4 separate regions of the Mus musculus genome follow, and regions 2, 3 and 4 are each linked to region 1. Evidence: chromatin contacts called from public HiChIP or PLAC-seq data. All regions are on one chromosome and are shown on one strand. Each heading gives the region's core, a stretch centred on a gene start, on an enhancer-like site or on the middle of the called end of the contact. The rest is flanking DNA. Distances are from core to core; before and after follow the strand shown.

Region 1 (3,338 bases), core at 539-3,038:
CTATCCCAAGCTTTCATTCTTTCACCACTGGTCAGATCCAGCATCCTATGTTAGTTATCCATAAAGTTCTTATCTTCAGTCTAGCCCATGAGTTTGTATAGATTTAGCTTAGAGTATGCAGGTCAGCCCTTTTTAATCATGCACCATGTCTTTGAAATCAGTCCACCATCTAAGACTTACTGCCATGCTCTGACACATTCACATTATTCTCATGGTCTCTTCTGCGAAACCTATACTCAAACCGTATTCCCAGTGATCCCTTCCAGACGGGAGCTTTCTTTTCTGTCTATGCTTGCTCATGCTTTTCTATCTGAAAAACAAAAACCCATTATCTTTTCTCTTTCCCAGACGTACTCTGAAAATGCCTTTGCTTTCAGAGCCTATAGGTAGTAATGTCTAGTTATTGTTTTCTTATAGTATATGTAATTTGTTATCTTGGTAATGTAGTTAGTGAGTCCATCACCAGTGAGACAAAATGACTAAAATGTTTTCCTCTGATGCCTGCACCCCGCCAGCTCATAGTGAGCTACTTTGTTCGTGTTGTTAACTCTAACAGATGAGAGCTTGGAAGGAACAAAAATTTGAATTTTTGAGTTGCACCAGAATTTTTTCTTTGATTATTTCAATCAGTTTCCAAATTCTAAACCTAAGAAAGAAGAAACAGAACATATTAGTTACTTTTCTCACTGCAATGGCACAATTCTTGACAACAGCATCTTGCAGAAGAAATTCTTTATTTTGGCTCACAGTTTGTAGGGAGACTGTCCTTAGTAGTAGGGAAAACATGGCAGCAGGATGTGAGGTAGCTGCTCACACTGCAGCCACAGCCATGAGTCAGAGAGACATGAATGCTGGTTCTCTGCTTGTTTTCTCTTATTTTCAGTCTGGGACCCAGTCCATGAGTTGTCACTTATGTCTTAGTCAATGTTCCGTTTCTGTGAAGGAAGAGACACACACTCACTACAGCAACTCTTATAGAGGAAAATATTTCATTGGGGGTGGTCTACAGGTTCAGAGCCTTAGTTCGTTATCATCATGGTGGGAAACATGTGGCAGGTAGGCAGACAAGGTGCTGGAGTGGTAGCTAAGAGTTCTACATCTTGATCCCCAGGCAGCAGGAAGAGAAAGAGATACTGGGCTTGGTTTGAGCATTGGAAACCTCAAAGCACACACGCAGTGACACTCTTCCTCTAACAAGGCCACACCTACTCCAACAAGGCCAGACTTCCTAATAGTGCCACTCCCTAGTGACCAAGCATATGAGTCTGTGGGGCTATTCCTGTTCAAACCACCACAACTACTCACATTGAAGGTGGGTTTTCTCTCAGTTAAACTCTGGAAATTCCCTCAAAGATACAACAGAGATATGTTTCCTAGGTGATCCCAAGTCCAGGAGAGTTGGCAAAGAAGATTAACTACCACCTAGAGAAATATAGCTTTTCTGTATTTTGAACTCTAGATATTAAATGTTCTTCATTAAGCAATAGAAAATAATGTAAATGAGAGAAAAAGGAGACGATCTGAGGAGTTCTTAAGGAAAGGAGCTGGATTAACAAAGGGTGTTAGTGGAGTTCTAGAGGATTTATGTAGAATATGGTTTTCTGAAATGCCTGGTAGTGATATTTCAAGAGTGACGCAGATTCTTGATGTGCTGTGTAAACAGTGTGCTGCCTCTGCTCTGGTGTGCACAGAAGCACCTTTCATTGCTGGCTGCCTGTGTGGAGGCTGACTCATCACTCACTCTGGAGTGTCAGCTGATACATGAATTTCAATTTCATTCAATTACCAAGTTTTAATTGGATCCCATTGCCAGACTGGTCCCCTGTTCCAGACTGTCTCCTCTAAGCTATGCTGTTACTATGGCTACTTGGTTCCTTCTGCTTTATCCCTGATGTCATCCCTGCAGCAGTGGATGACATCAACACCTACTCAGGTAGACTCCAGACAGTTACTGCAAAGCACTGTCACCTTGCACTTGCTTTCTTCTTACTGTCCATCTGGAATAGGAGCAGACCATGGTGGTAAGGCTCTTAATTTCCCTGTATCTCTTTTACTTAGTAACTTTTGCCAAGTGTAAGAGTTCTGGGACCTTAGGAACTTGTGGAAGCCATCTTTCTCTTCCCTTCCTGACTCTCAATGAGCCCAGTGCATTCTTTTAGGAGTATGGCATATACTGTACATAACCATCTGTCGTACAGTTTACATAAATGAGCCAAAAGACATCGCTTGCGTATTTAACAGAATGTCTTCCTTTGCTTGCTTGCTTATGGTAGCTTGGTGTAGGTTTTTTTTTTTTTTCTCTCCCTCTCTCTTCAAATGTATTTCTTTTTTTCTGGAGCTGGAGAGGATGAATCATTTCAGAGAGAGAATAATCTTTGTTCTGTATTACACTGCTATGTTGCTATATTTCTTGTGTTAATTGATGATCTTTATGCTTTCTGAGAAATGTTCAGTGGGCTTTTAATGTTTAACATATGTGTTTTTAATGAAAAAAAAAACCAACAAAATCATAATATGCTATGGAGTTCTTCCATTGACCATGGAATTTAAAAATTGCCATCGGCCCTGGAGGAGATCTGGTCTTAAAACCAACTGTTTCAGATGAGGAATACTATCCATCCAGATTTTAGAATGATATGTTGTTATGCTTTGTATCATGTGCTTGGGTTCACAGCCTACAACCTCACCTCACTGGATGTTACTTTTCTAGTTTCTTCTTAGCTCACACTACAGGGTAAACTAAGGTCGAGAGGCCTTCAATATCTTCCTTTCTTGTAGCTACAGAAGTAGGACTCACAGTTAACACAAATAAAAACAAAAATAAAACAAGAGAGCTCTCATAGTCCTTAGGAATAGAATCTGACAATAAAGACTTGCATTTACTCTGCTCCCTGCGCCTGCGGTTTTAATTTAACACATCAATGAAAAGACAGCATTTAAAAAGGGAGGGAACACCCAGCAGGACTTACTTTTATTAGTGCAATTTGTAAGAAATTACTGCATTTAATGAGAAAATCGTTAAGCATGAAAAAAACGGGCTGAGATGGAACTTGTGGAGCTTAGAGGGTGAGGTTTTAATTGAGTTTTTTACTTATTGGAGAGAGATGGTGATAACGATGATGTTGTTGTTAATAATAATAATAATCGTCTGGGGCTGCACCTCTTCTATGAGGAGGTCAGCACTCTGTATTTAGTTCTGCTCCCCTGCTACCCAGCATGCGTAGTGTGATAGTGTTGGGGACCCTTGTGTACCTGTGGACCCTTTTTCTCTTTCTGTGAGGAAGCCACAGCATTGTGCTAACTGGGGGATTAGGAGGCAGATCCCTGCAGAACAGTTC
Region 2 (3,338 bases), core at 462-2,961, 240 kb after region 1:
CATTCTCACTTCCTCCTGGCTGCAAGCCTGCTTTTGGTTTTGATATGGGACTTTTTGGTCATTTGACTCCTAACTAGGGTTGCCATTATTTGAAGATTATTGGTTGCAGACGTTACTTGTGAAGGTTCTAGAGTGACTTGTAAACCAGTTAAAACTCTGCAGCTCACAGTGTCCTCGGTATCAGGGTCAGAGAGTTGGAACTTAGGCAGACTTGGCCTCTCTTTGCTGCCACCTGCTTCTGAGCAACCTCATCATAACGTTATTTCAAGTGCTAGAGAAACCCTGGCTACAGAAACAGAACTCGTGATGGTGCACGTCTTTAATCCCAGGATTAAAGGGATGCAGAGGCAGGCAGAGTTTGAGGCCAGCCTGGTCTACAGGGCTACACAGAGAACCCCTAACTGGAAAAGCCAAAGGGCAGGGGTACCTCAGCTTTGGGGAACATGATTTTATTTCCTTGGGCAAATGTTATAGCTCAGCAAAGCTAGTTATGCTCAGCTATGGCAGGGGGCATGAATGGGAAGTGGTAGCTTCTCGCTGTTCGTTGGGTGGCGGGCTTGAAACAACCCCAGTTCTTTGCTCTGAGCATGCCTGGGCTCACACTTTAACATCTGTGTGTAGCTTCTCTGCTTTGGCTAGCTGCATAGCATTCTCCATTCCATGTACTAGCTTGCCTTGTCTCTGAGGCTCTGCAGAGCTTCCGAGCCTGCACTCTGAGGAGACTTAGAAGGCCAGCAGCCCCCCAGTGTCTGCCTGTGAACCGCATTACCTTCCCAGCAGCACACAGGAGTTCCTTAGTGCCACCACACTCTGCTTTTCTCAGGAGCTGTTGTCTCCTTCGCTGGGGGAGTCGGCTACACAATGTTTAATGTAGCGTCCATTTATGTCATTTTACACATCTTTATTTTCCTAGGTGTGTCTTCCTCAGAGATAGACCAAGCATAGCAACTGTTTTCAGGCGGGCACAGACAAAGGCCTTAGAGATGATTGACCACAGCAGTGTGTCTGAGCACAGCGCTGCTTACATCATCCCAGGACAGATGAGATGCTTTTCCGGTTTCTTCCCAGGCTGCATCCCAGGCAGGCACAGCAGCCGCCCAGGACGAGGGTTCAAGATGTGCAGATTTCCCCTGTGAAACTTTTCATTTCCACTTTTTATTTTTTGTCTGCTGCTACTTTCCTGATGTGTCAAAGCCACAAACAGAGATGCTACAGATATCATTCAGGATGATGAGCCTGCGTTAAACTGAGCAGGAAATTATAGGCCTCAGTAATGAACTGTGGAAAATCAAAGCCGGAGAAATTCCTGGCTCTGCCATCAGAATGGGATTAGGTGTGGGCAGTGGCTGAGAAGGCAGAGTGCATTTTGAGAATTATATGTGTTCCATATTTAGGAGGAATCCTCTTTCCTCCCATGGTTACACCTTTATTTATTTATTATTTTTATGAGTCAGCACATCCATTTTAAGACCTTCTTTCTTCCCTGTGGACATTCAGTTCATGTGGTTGCCCTGTATTACTGTCGTGAACTCAGGGTTTCCGTGGTTAACAAGAGGTTTCCATGCAGCTGAGCTCCACAGTGGGGTCTCTTCCAAAGCTGTGTGAATTTTGCCTCACGGTCGCAGCGACTTGATGCTACAGTCTCCTCTTGATCTCACTCCTTCCCATCTCTCTGAGAGGAGTATGATCTGGGTGTGACCGTCTCAGTCAGACCTGAGTCAGTCGGGGAAGAGGAGAACTGGGAGTCCCTGTTGGTTCAGCCAGCTGTTTATCTCCCTCCTGCCCACGCTGAGCAGGCTGCCGCAGACCCAGGCTGAGCCTGGTCAGTGGAGCTGGGTCCCATCACTGAACGTTCTTAGTAATTACAAATGGAGCTTGAGTCTTGAAATACAGTGAAGTTAGTAAAACCTTTTTTTCCTTAAAAAAATAAATAAATAAAAATAAAAAATAACCAGTGAGCCAAATGCCTGCTGCCCCAAAATGGAAACTTGAGTATGGCACTGGGTTTGAGCAGAGTCAGGCAGGTCCCTAGAGCTCATTGGCCAGCCAGCTTAGCCAGATGGATAAACGACCCTGTCCCCAAAAATAAGGTACAGTGATCGACAAAGACACATGGCGTGGACCTCGGCCCCCATGCACATATCACACCCGTTCACGCCTGTATACACATGAACATGTGCATATAATACACAAACAGAATTAAAACACTAGACAGAAGCTTCTACACAGACTGTCTCTGTCATTTCCTCTTGGTACTAACAGGGTCTTTATGGTAAATTTAACTTGAATTTCAGAAATCTTTTCTGCAGCAAATTCAGGCCTATTGATCTCTCTTCTTTGCTCCAACGCTGGATCCCTTGTGTTTACTTCATGTGCCTTGCAACACTAACTAGCTTTCCCCTGAATTCTTCTCAGCATGTTGTGTACATTGATTGATTACCTACTTTGTGCCAGATGCAAAGTGCTGCAGCCAGTAAGTAGGAACACAGCCTTCATCTCTGTGTTAGCCGGGGTTCTCTAGGGGAGCAGAGCTTTAGAGTGAAGGGGTGCGTGCGTGCGTGCGTGTGTGTGTGTGTCTGTCTGTCTGTCTGTCTGTCTGTCTGTATGGGATTTATTAGAGTGGCTTACAAGCTGTGGTCCACTTATCCCAGCGGTGGCTGTCTACCAATGGAAGGTCTAAGAATTCAGTTCAGTCCTTGAGGCTGATGTCTCAGCTGTTGCTCAGTATACCCCCGAGTCCTGACGAAGTAGGCTCTAATGCCACCGCAGGAATGGACTTGCCCGAGAGGGTGAGGGCAGAGAGAGGAATCTCCCTCTCCCTGTTCTTTATGTGGGCTACCAGCAGAAAGAATGACCCAGATTAATAGAGCTCAAAGATCCGGATTAAACGTGGGTTCTCCCACTTCAAATGACTTATTTAAGAAGAAGGGAAAAAATCCCTCGTAGGTGTGCCCAGCCAGTTGGGTTTCAGTTAGTTCCAGATGTAGTCGGATGACCACCAGGGGCAGCCTTCACAGTGTCAAGGAACCAGCAAGAGCTTGTCCAGGAAGCTCAGGAGGAAGGAGTGCCGTGACAGTGGCCAAGTGGACTATGGATGGCGGCTGACACCTAACTGCTTGCGTCAGCAGACCATTTAGTTTTTGCGAGGCATGTGGTCTTTTTTGCCTAGAGTACGTTGATTTAGAGACCATACAGTTCTGGAGTGAGGCTTGTCTTCGCCGTCTTTGGTAAAGGAACGATCTGACATATTTAAAATTGAGACTGGGCTGGCTCGATGGAACAGTGGAGAGGAATGCTTGCTGCTGTTCCCAAAGAAGTGAATTTCTTTCCCAGCACCC
Region 3 (3,338 bases), core at 564-3,063, 180 kb after region 1:
TTCTTCCTTTCTTCCTCTCTCTCTTTCTTTCTTTCTTTCTTTCTTTCTTTCTTTCTTTCTTTCTTTCTTCCTTTCTCTCTCTTTCTTTCTTTCTTCCTCTCTTTCTTTCTCTCTTAGATTTATTTTTATTTATTTGAGTACACTGTAGCTGTCTTCAGACACACCAGAAGAGGGCATCAGATCCCATTAAAGATGGTTGTGAGCTACCATGTGGTTGCTGGGAATTGAACTCAGGACCTCTGGAAGAGCAGTCAGCCCTCTTAACCATTGAACCATCTCTCCAGCCCCAGACTGACTTACTATTGTTACACTTACTCTGTCTCATCTCACTTCGTGTAACTCAGCTGTTGGTTACAGCTATGGCAGGGCATTACGGTAAGAAACAGAAAGCATCTTCTAGCCAACAACCGGTGAACAGCCAAGTTGACCGTGGACTGAATCCTGCCAGCCACCCTGTAAGTGAACTTGGAAATGGATCATTTCCCTACTGTGCTTTGATATGATGTCAGAATTGCCCCACATCTTTACAAACATTCATGAGGAGTGTGGGTCAAAGGAGGCATTTGAGCTAAGCCTCTCTAAGCTGTAGAAACCTTTAGACAAACAGAGCTGATCAAGCTGTCTAAACTGTCACTGCTCACCTCCAACACATGCAGAGGTCATCCCCCCACCCCACTCCATCTCTCTCCATCAGACTCCATTTTTAAACAGCACCTTGGAAGGAGAGAGAATGTTAAGGAGAAGCTCCCACTGACTCTGACAATAGAGAACAAGTCCCAGATGGCTAAGATCCCACGAGCAGGGGGTAGCAGTGCTGTTTTCTCCATGTCCCCTTTTGGACTTGAGATTTCAAGGGCAGAGTTTGTGGTTGTTCTTATTTTTTGATGCTATGCGCATAGTTGGTGGTGCATAGTTGGTCCTCAATAAATATTTGTTTAATGGTTTGTGCCCTTCATCACCACACTCATCATCACTGTAAGCATAGTTCTCTTTTGTGCATGCATCATAAGAATCCCCAGCTACACTGAGGCCTCATCTCAACCAATATTCTTTTTTTTAACCTTTTTTTAATAGGATATTTTGCTTATTTATCAACCAATATTCTTAACCTCCTCCTTCAGGTTTTGCCGCCAAACCACAGACAAAGACTAATTTGAAATGGAATTTAATTTCTGGTCCTTTTCCTGCTCTTCATTCATTTCATCCTATCCCATCTTTCTGAATGAATTTCCAGTGAACAGAAAAGTGTCCCTAAATGAGAGTAAAATATCGAGTTTGGGAATAATTTATTATGTAACAAGTGATAACTTATAGATAAAGACATTTGGTATTAGTCGACGTGCCCAGGTTTTAGACCTTGACCTTGGACAATGCTCAGACAGGTGGTCTGTCTCTAATCTTTCCAAACCCTGACTCTCAGCAGCAAGCACAGAGCTAAGCTCTCACCTTTCAACTCTCAGCCTCTGTGATGAGAGCTAGCTTGTCTCCTGTGTGACTTCACATTATCTCCAGACACAAGTACAAAGTAATTTTCAAATCATTATCAGCAAGAAGCAACGTAGTGAAATAATAAAAAAAAAAGTGTTCAATAGAGATTTGCTTGTTTACAAGATTAAGTCTACACTATTCCCAGAGACAGCAATATAATAGAGAGGAAGACATCTATGACCTCATATAGTTTATAGCTTAGTGAGAAAAAGAGACAAGTGAGCAAAATGAGTAGAATAAGCTAATTTCCTCTAGTAGTAAGTGCTATAAAGAACATAAACAGAGACATGTGATAGGGGATGACTCAGTGGTATGTGACTCAGTGGTATGTGTGTTGATGGGGAAAATCGAAACCATCTCCAAGTGTAAATGCAAGCATGGAGAAGAGACCAGTAAAGAGAATCTGAGGCCGAGAGCAGGCAGCAAGCAAAGACAGCCATGTTGGCACATCATGAGCAATAGCAAGTTGGCTGGTTGGAGGCCAGGTGATTTGGAAGGGAGAAAGGATGAATTGCAAGCACAGTGCAAGAGCCCTGTGTAATGTCATTTGGTAATGGGGAGTGAGTTTAATTCCATAGGAGCATGGAAGCCATCGAGGATTAAAACCAATGGATGGTGAGAGGATGTGGTACCCATCTAAGAGATCACTCGGGTTGCTGACCAAGCTATGAGCTAGAAGTGGGCAGAATGGAAACATGGATACTATGTATCAGAATGACCCTAGTGATTGGCTAAACCAGGCCTTCCATTTCTCAATCTGCAAAATAGTTATTTGGGAACAGAAAAGAAATGTGGCCCTTTCTGGCTTCATCATTCCACGGTCCTCGTGTGGACCTGCATCTGAGCCAAGTTCTTCCCTGTGAATGGAAAATAAGTCTCTAGTTTCTGACTCACCACATGGCATGGTCATCTGATGATCAGCTTAGCATTGTTTTTACCTTCCTCTCTAAGGCTCCTCCCTGGTGCCTGGAACCACCTAGATGGCCTCTTCTCCTTGCTCTCTCCACGGCTTTGAACTGTCTTTCGGGGTTTCTAGTTTGGTGATGGTTCTGGGGAGATGACACAGGCCAACCTGCTTCATCTCAGCACTAGTCCTGTAGCTCACCTCCTGTGCCCACAAATGGTTTCAGCCCTTCTGAGCTCCTTCTGGGAAGGCAAATGGTATCATGAAATATTCAGGGAGCCTTCAGTGGACATGCCAAAAGGAACCTGCTTCCCAACTGTACTGAGGGAATGGCCGCCTGCTCAGTCAGACTGGTAGGAGAAAGTTAGTTGGTGTTTCCCAAGGCTCTTTTCCTGACTGGTCCACTCCACACACTGTCTCAGAACACAGGGACTTTTGCTCTGCATGGGGAAAACCAGACCATAGCCCACTAGCATCCTACAAACTTGTTTGAGTCACATGTTACGACTATGCATGGGATTACAGGTGTCTGAGAGGTATATATACTTCAGCATTCATAGCCTTCAATCAGAATATAATCTGATTTTACGTCAGGCCTCCCAGCTCACAGGTGAACAGCGATACGCACCCACATGCTTTAAACTTTAGCCATGTACATATAACCCATTTTAACAGAGGGACCACTTAATGCAGTGTTGCTTTAAAAAGAGCTTTTTAAAATGGCTATCCAATGTGCACATGTAGATCGATAGCCAGACAGATAGAAGTATTGATTTTTTAAAGATACAGAACAATAATAAAACCTTGAATTTATATACCTTCCCCTCTTGGGGGGACTCACAATGTATGTCTCTTTTCCCTATGTAGAAAGTACCCACCTGTGCAAGAGATTGGAAATAGTTAACATTAAAAAACACTAGTAGTGGTCTATCACATGCTAATTTAG
Region 4 (3,338 bases), core at 229-2,728, 140 kb after region 1:
GAATCAGGAATGGGCTGTTTTCTCCCCTCACACCTGCAGGAAGGTCTGCACTGGGCCCCAGGAATCTGATTACCATGTGCAACAGTTCATTTCCCTCCTAAGATGCCTGCTGTGCCTGAGCCCCCAACCAGGCTGCTCCCCAAGTCCCTGTTGGAGCTGCTAGCTGTAGACAGGCTCTGTGATCACCTCCTATGAGGCTGTACTGTGGTGACAAGGACAGGAGAGAGGCGACTGAGGAGGCAAGAAAGGGCATGTCTGTAGGGGGATGGTACATGGTCTCATGCAAAAACAGAGACTATCGGAAAGTACAGGCTTAAATTAAAGACTGTGGCCAAACTGAGGGACATTTAAGGAAATAAGATAAGAGTTGGAACATTTTATTCATTCAATAATAGGGAGCCATGGAAATTTTCACAGGAAAGTATCTGTCTTAGCTTGGACTGCTCTAACAAAAGAGCAGAAGTTAAGATGTTTAAACCCAGCCATTCATTTCTCACAGTTTTGGGCCTGAGGATCTGAGGCCAGGGTACCAGTGTGGTTTGGATCTGGAAGGCCTCTCTCTGCCTGGTTCTCAGCAAACTGCCTTCCTGCATCCTCTTCCTCCTATCCTTCATCATCGCTGTTATAGGAGCTGTGCTCTCAAGACCTCATGTAAGCCCAGCTACCCCTCAAATCCCCCACCACTTAATACCGCCACACTGAAGACTTGGCAAAGAGCACACATACATCCAAGTTCCAGCCTCCTTGTAGATCCTTTCTCCAGCTTTATGTATTTATTATGCATATATACCCATTCATCATATATACATCCCAACTCTGCACATTTGCAGCTCTGAGAATAGCACTGTGAGAATATTTCTATTTTGCAGGCAAGGACTCTGAAGTTTGAAATGTCCAGCAACATTCATGGCATCATATTGCAGCTATCAAAAAACAGATTGGGGTCCTAAATGAAGCCAGGAGAACTTTAGGAAACTGGCAGCTCAGAAGAGGAGCTAGAAGCATTATCTGAGTCAGACACAGTAGTGTCTGGAACTATACAGTAGGATAGGACAAATGGTAGAGGAAGAAGGAAGCAAAGAAGAAAGGGAGGAAAGTAGAGAAAGGAAGGAAGGAAGGAAGGAAGGAAGGAAGGAAGGAAGGAAGGAAGGAAGGAAGATCCTAAGAACAGACCTCTAGGTACCTGCTTTAGAAAGGATGGGGGAGAGAAGAGGGAAGGCAGCTATTGGGAGTGGGAGGGATCCCAGAGCGATTAAGGAATGGGAAGGGACATTAGCAATACAGGGAATTCAGAAGAGGTTTCAATTTTCAGAAGACAGCCTTACTTTTATTTTCTTGTGTTGATTTGCTCTGTGGTTTTGAGGCCACATGTGGCCCAGGCTGACCTCTAACCTGTTATTCAGCCAAGGACAACCTCCTGCTTCCAGGCACCAAGTGGTGGGATCACGGGGGTGTCACCGTGGATGGCTCAACTTGGGTCTTTTGAAATGTTATGTTAGTACAGAGGTCTAGAAAGAGTCCTTTTTCACTTCCTTGTACAGCAGGACAGTCAAACAAATGAGAAGAAAAACTTCAAAAATTCACTGCTAAAGTATACACTTAACAACACAGTCCTGTATTGCCTAACCCACAGGGACATATCCTGAATAAGATGTCATAGGCAATTTCATCAGTAGATAACAGGTGCATGAACCAAGATGGCTACGCCATCACTAGGCAACCACTACTCACGTGCTGTGTCCCTGACATGTGTGTTCCATGGCTACACTTATCCTTCCTACATGCACTGCATTATGTTTTATGCCCTGTTCTGGCCTACCTTCATTCATGTAAGTTGGGGGACAGAGGAGGAAACTGGTGATTGCTGTATGTGGTTGATTTTTAACCCATTGGCCTATAGCTTGCACAAGACTTAGCCAAAGGCAGTGTGAGTAGAACTAGTCCTCTTAGCCACTGCAGCTGATGTTACAGAGGAGAAATGGGGGATTGGGTGGTCAGGGGGATCAGGACTAACATACAAAGGAGACAAGAGGGCGGAGTCTCTAAAAGACCTTGTAGTGGGGTCATCAGAGATCTTCCAAGAATCGTTTCAGTTGAAGGAGGCAACCAGAAGGAAAAACAGGAATGTGTGTGCGTTGATGATGAAAGACTGAATCATAGACCTGAACATGCCCATCTATAAAAGAGCCAGAGCCAGGAAGGGAAAGTGATTAAAGATGCCTGAGAGGGCTCACTGCAGGTGGTGGTGAGAAAGGCCAGGCTCACGTGGAAACTTCTAGATGGTACTGGGGTGAACTGGGATGAAGAACAGAGATGTAGGGTCATCTTGGGTAGAAGGTGTTGTGCTGCTTCTCAGATAGGGAGGGGAACAGGCTAGGTAAACAGACATTTGCAGAGGTCAAGAGGGAGTGCTGAGAAGTAGAAGGGAGGGGTGTGTGTGTGTGTGTGTGTGTATTGTGCACTTGTGTATATATGTGTGTATGTGTGTGTTTGTGTGTGCATGTGTATGTGTGTATATGTGTGCGAATATATGTGTATGTGTGTGTATGTATGCATGTTTGTGTGCGTGTTTGTGTGTTTTGTGTGCATCTATATATGTGTATGTTTGTGTGTTTGTGTATGTATGTTTGTATATGTGTGTGTGTATGGGTGTGTGTGTGTGTGTGTGTGTGTGTGTGTGTGTGTGTGTGATGGCATGTGAACAGCTGACCCCAGTTTTCTCAGTAAAGTGGGCAGCAAGGTCCTGTGGTTGATGAGTTCAAGTAAATGGGAAGTGTTTAGAATACTAATTAGCTAGCAGTTAACAAACCTCAACAGAACGGAAACAAAAGACAGGCTGAATAGTCAGGAACCAGTTTGGAGGCAGAGAGCTGCAAAACCTGAGGTTGTTTTGGGGGGGGGGGGAGGTGGCAGCATTGCTCTCTTTCCTTACCTGTTGTCAGAGTATAGGCTGGCTTTATTTTCCAGGATTGCTCACTGAGTTCCATTCCTTTCAAGACTGGGAAAATGTTGAGTCTTTGCTAAATGACCGCCCCCCCGCCAAATACATACATACATATACACACCAAATACATACATACATATATCATTATACCCTGTGTAATTTTTGTTTTTGTTTTTAGATTCCTGCCTCAAGGCTTTCTAAAATAAGCTCCTGTTTTGAGATTGCTGATGCTACTTCCGGTGGATGGCTTGACAGCACAGCCTAGCCCATCTGGACCAATCAATCAGCTTTTATCAAGTGATGTTTTTTCCACCTCCCTTTATGGGATTTGCACTCCTGACTCTGCACTGGAAATGCCTGAGGAAAGTTAAAAATACTGGAGCCTTGTCCAGCC

The links. HiChIP or PLAC-seq counts read pairs in DNA pulled down with a chosen protein or histone mark.
Region 2: a FOXA1 HiChIP or PLAC-seq map of pancreatic cancer cells shows a contact between it and region 1. The contact joins two enhancer-like sites. A contact is called at or near these places in 1 of 484 Hi-C or Micro-C datasets (embryonic stem cells), 2 of 115 datasets of contacts at active chromatin or transcription factors (pancreatic cancer cells and stem cell-derived neural progenitor cells) and 1 of 9 other capture datasets (embryonic stem cells).
Region 3: a FOXA1 HiChIP or PLAC-seq map of pancreatic cancer cells shows a contact between it and region 1. The contact joins two enhancer-like sites. A contact is called at or near these places in 4 of 484 Hi-C or Micro-C datasets (the HPC-7 cell line, myocytes, nephron progenitors and 1 more) and 1 of 115 datasets of contacts at active chromatin or transcription factors (pancreatic cancer cells).
Region 4: an HNF4G HiChIP or PLAC-seq map of pancreatic cancer cells shows a contact between it and region 1. The contact joins two enhancer-like sites. A contact is called at or near these places in 2 of 484 Hi-C or Micro-C datasets (the N1E-115 cell line and nephron progenitors) and 2 of 115 datasets of contacts at active chromatin or transcription factors (embryonic stem cells and pancreatic cancer cells).

Annotation. Positions count from the first base shown.
Region 1 is chr1:72,370,918-72,374,255 of GRCm38.p6, forward strand. All of the region lies in intron 16 of Xrcc5 (X-ray repair complementing defective repair in Chinese hamster cells 5), which reads left to right. Among named protein-coding and RNA genes, the nearest start is that of Gm39661, 40 kb to the right of the region's middle. Within about 2 kb of position 1,789, at least 59 of the 459 cell types and tissues checked have an H3K27ac peak or open chromatin away from gene starts, as enhancers often do. A contact at or near this core is called in pancreatic cancer cells, where this site is marked.
Region 2 is chr1:72,607,635-72,610,972 of GRCm38.p6, forward strand. The region is part of intron 9 of Smarcal1 (SWI/SNF related matrix associated, actin dependent regulator of chromatin, subfamily a-like 1); the gene reads left to right. Among named protein-coding and RNA genes, the nearest start is that of Smarcal1, 26 kb to the left of the region's middle. Within about 2 kb of position 1,712, at least 25 of the 459 cell types and tissues checked have an H3K27ac peak or open chromatin away from gene starts, as enhancers often do. A contact at or near this core is called in pancreatic cancer cells, where this site is marked.
Region 3 is chr1:72,548,703-72,552,040 of GRCm38.p6, forward strand. It overlaps a transcript of Smarcal1 not described here. Among named protein-coding and RNA genes, the nearest start is that of Marchf4, 13 kb to the left of the region's middle. Within about 2 kb of position 1,814, at least 10 of the 459 cell types and tissues checked have an H3K27ac peak or open chromatin away from gene starts, as enhancers often do. A contact at or near this core is called in pancreatic cancer cells, where this site is marked.
Region 4 is chr1:72,507,598-72,510,935 of GRCm38.p6, forward strand. The region is part of intron 1 of Marchf4 (membrane associated ring-CH-type finger 4); the gene reads right to left. Among named protein-coding and RNA genes, the nearest start is that of Marchf4, 28 kb to the right of the region's middle. Within about 2 kb of position 1,479, at least 10 of the 459 cell types and tissues checked have an H3K27ac peak or open chromatin away from gene starts, as enhancers often do. A contact at or near this core is called in pancreatic cancer cells, where this site is marked.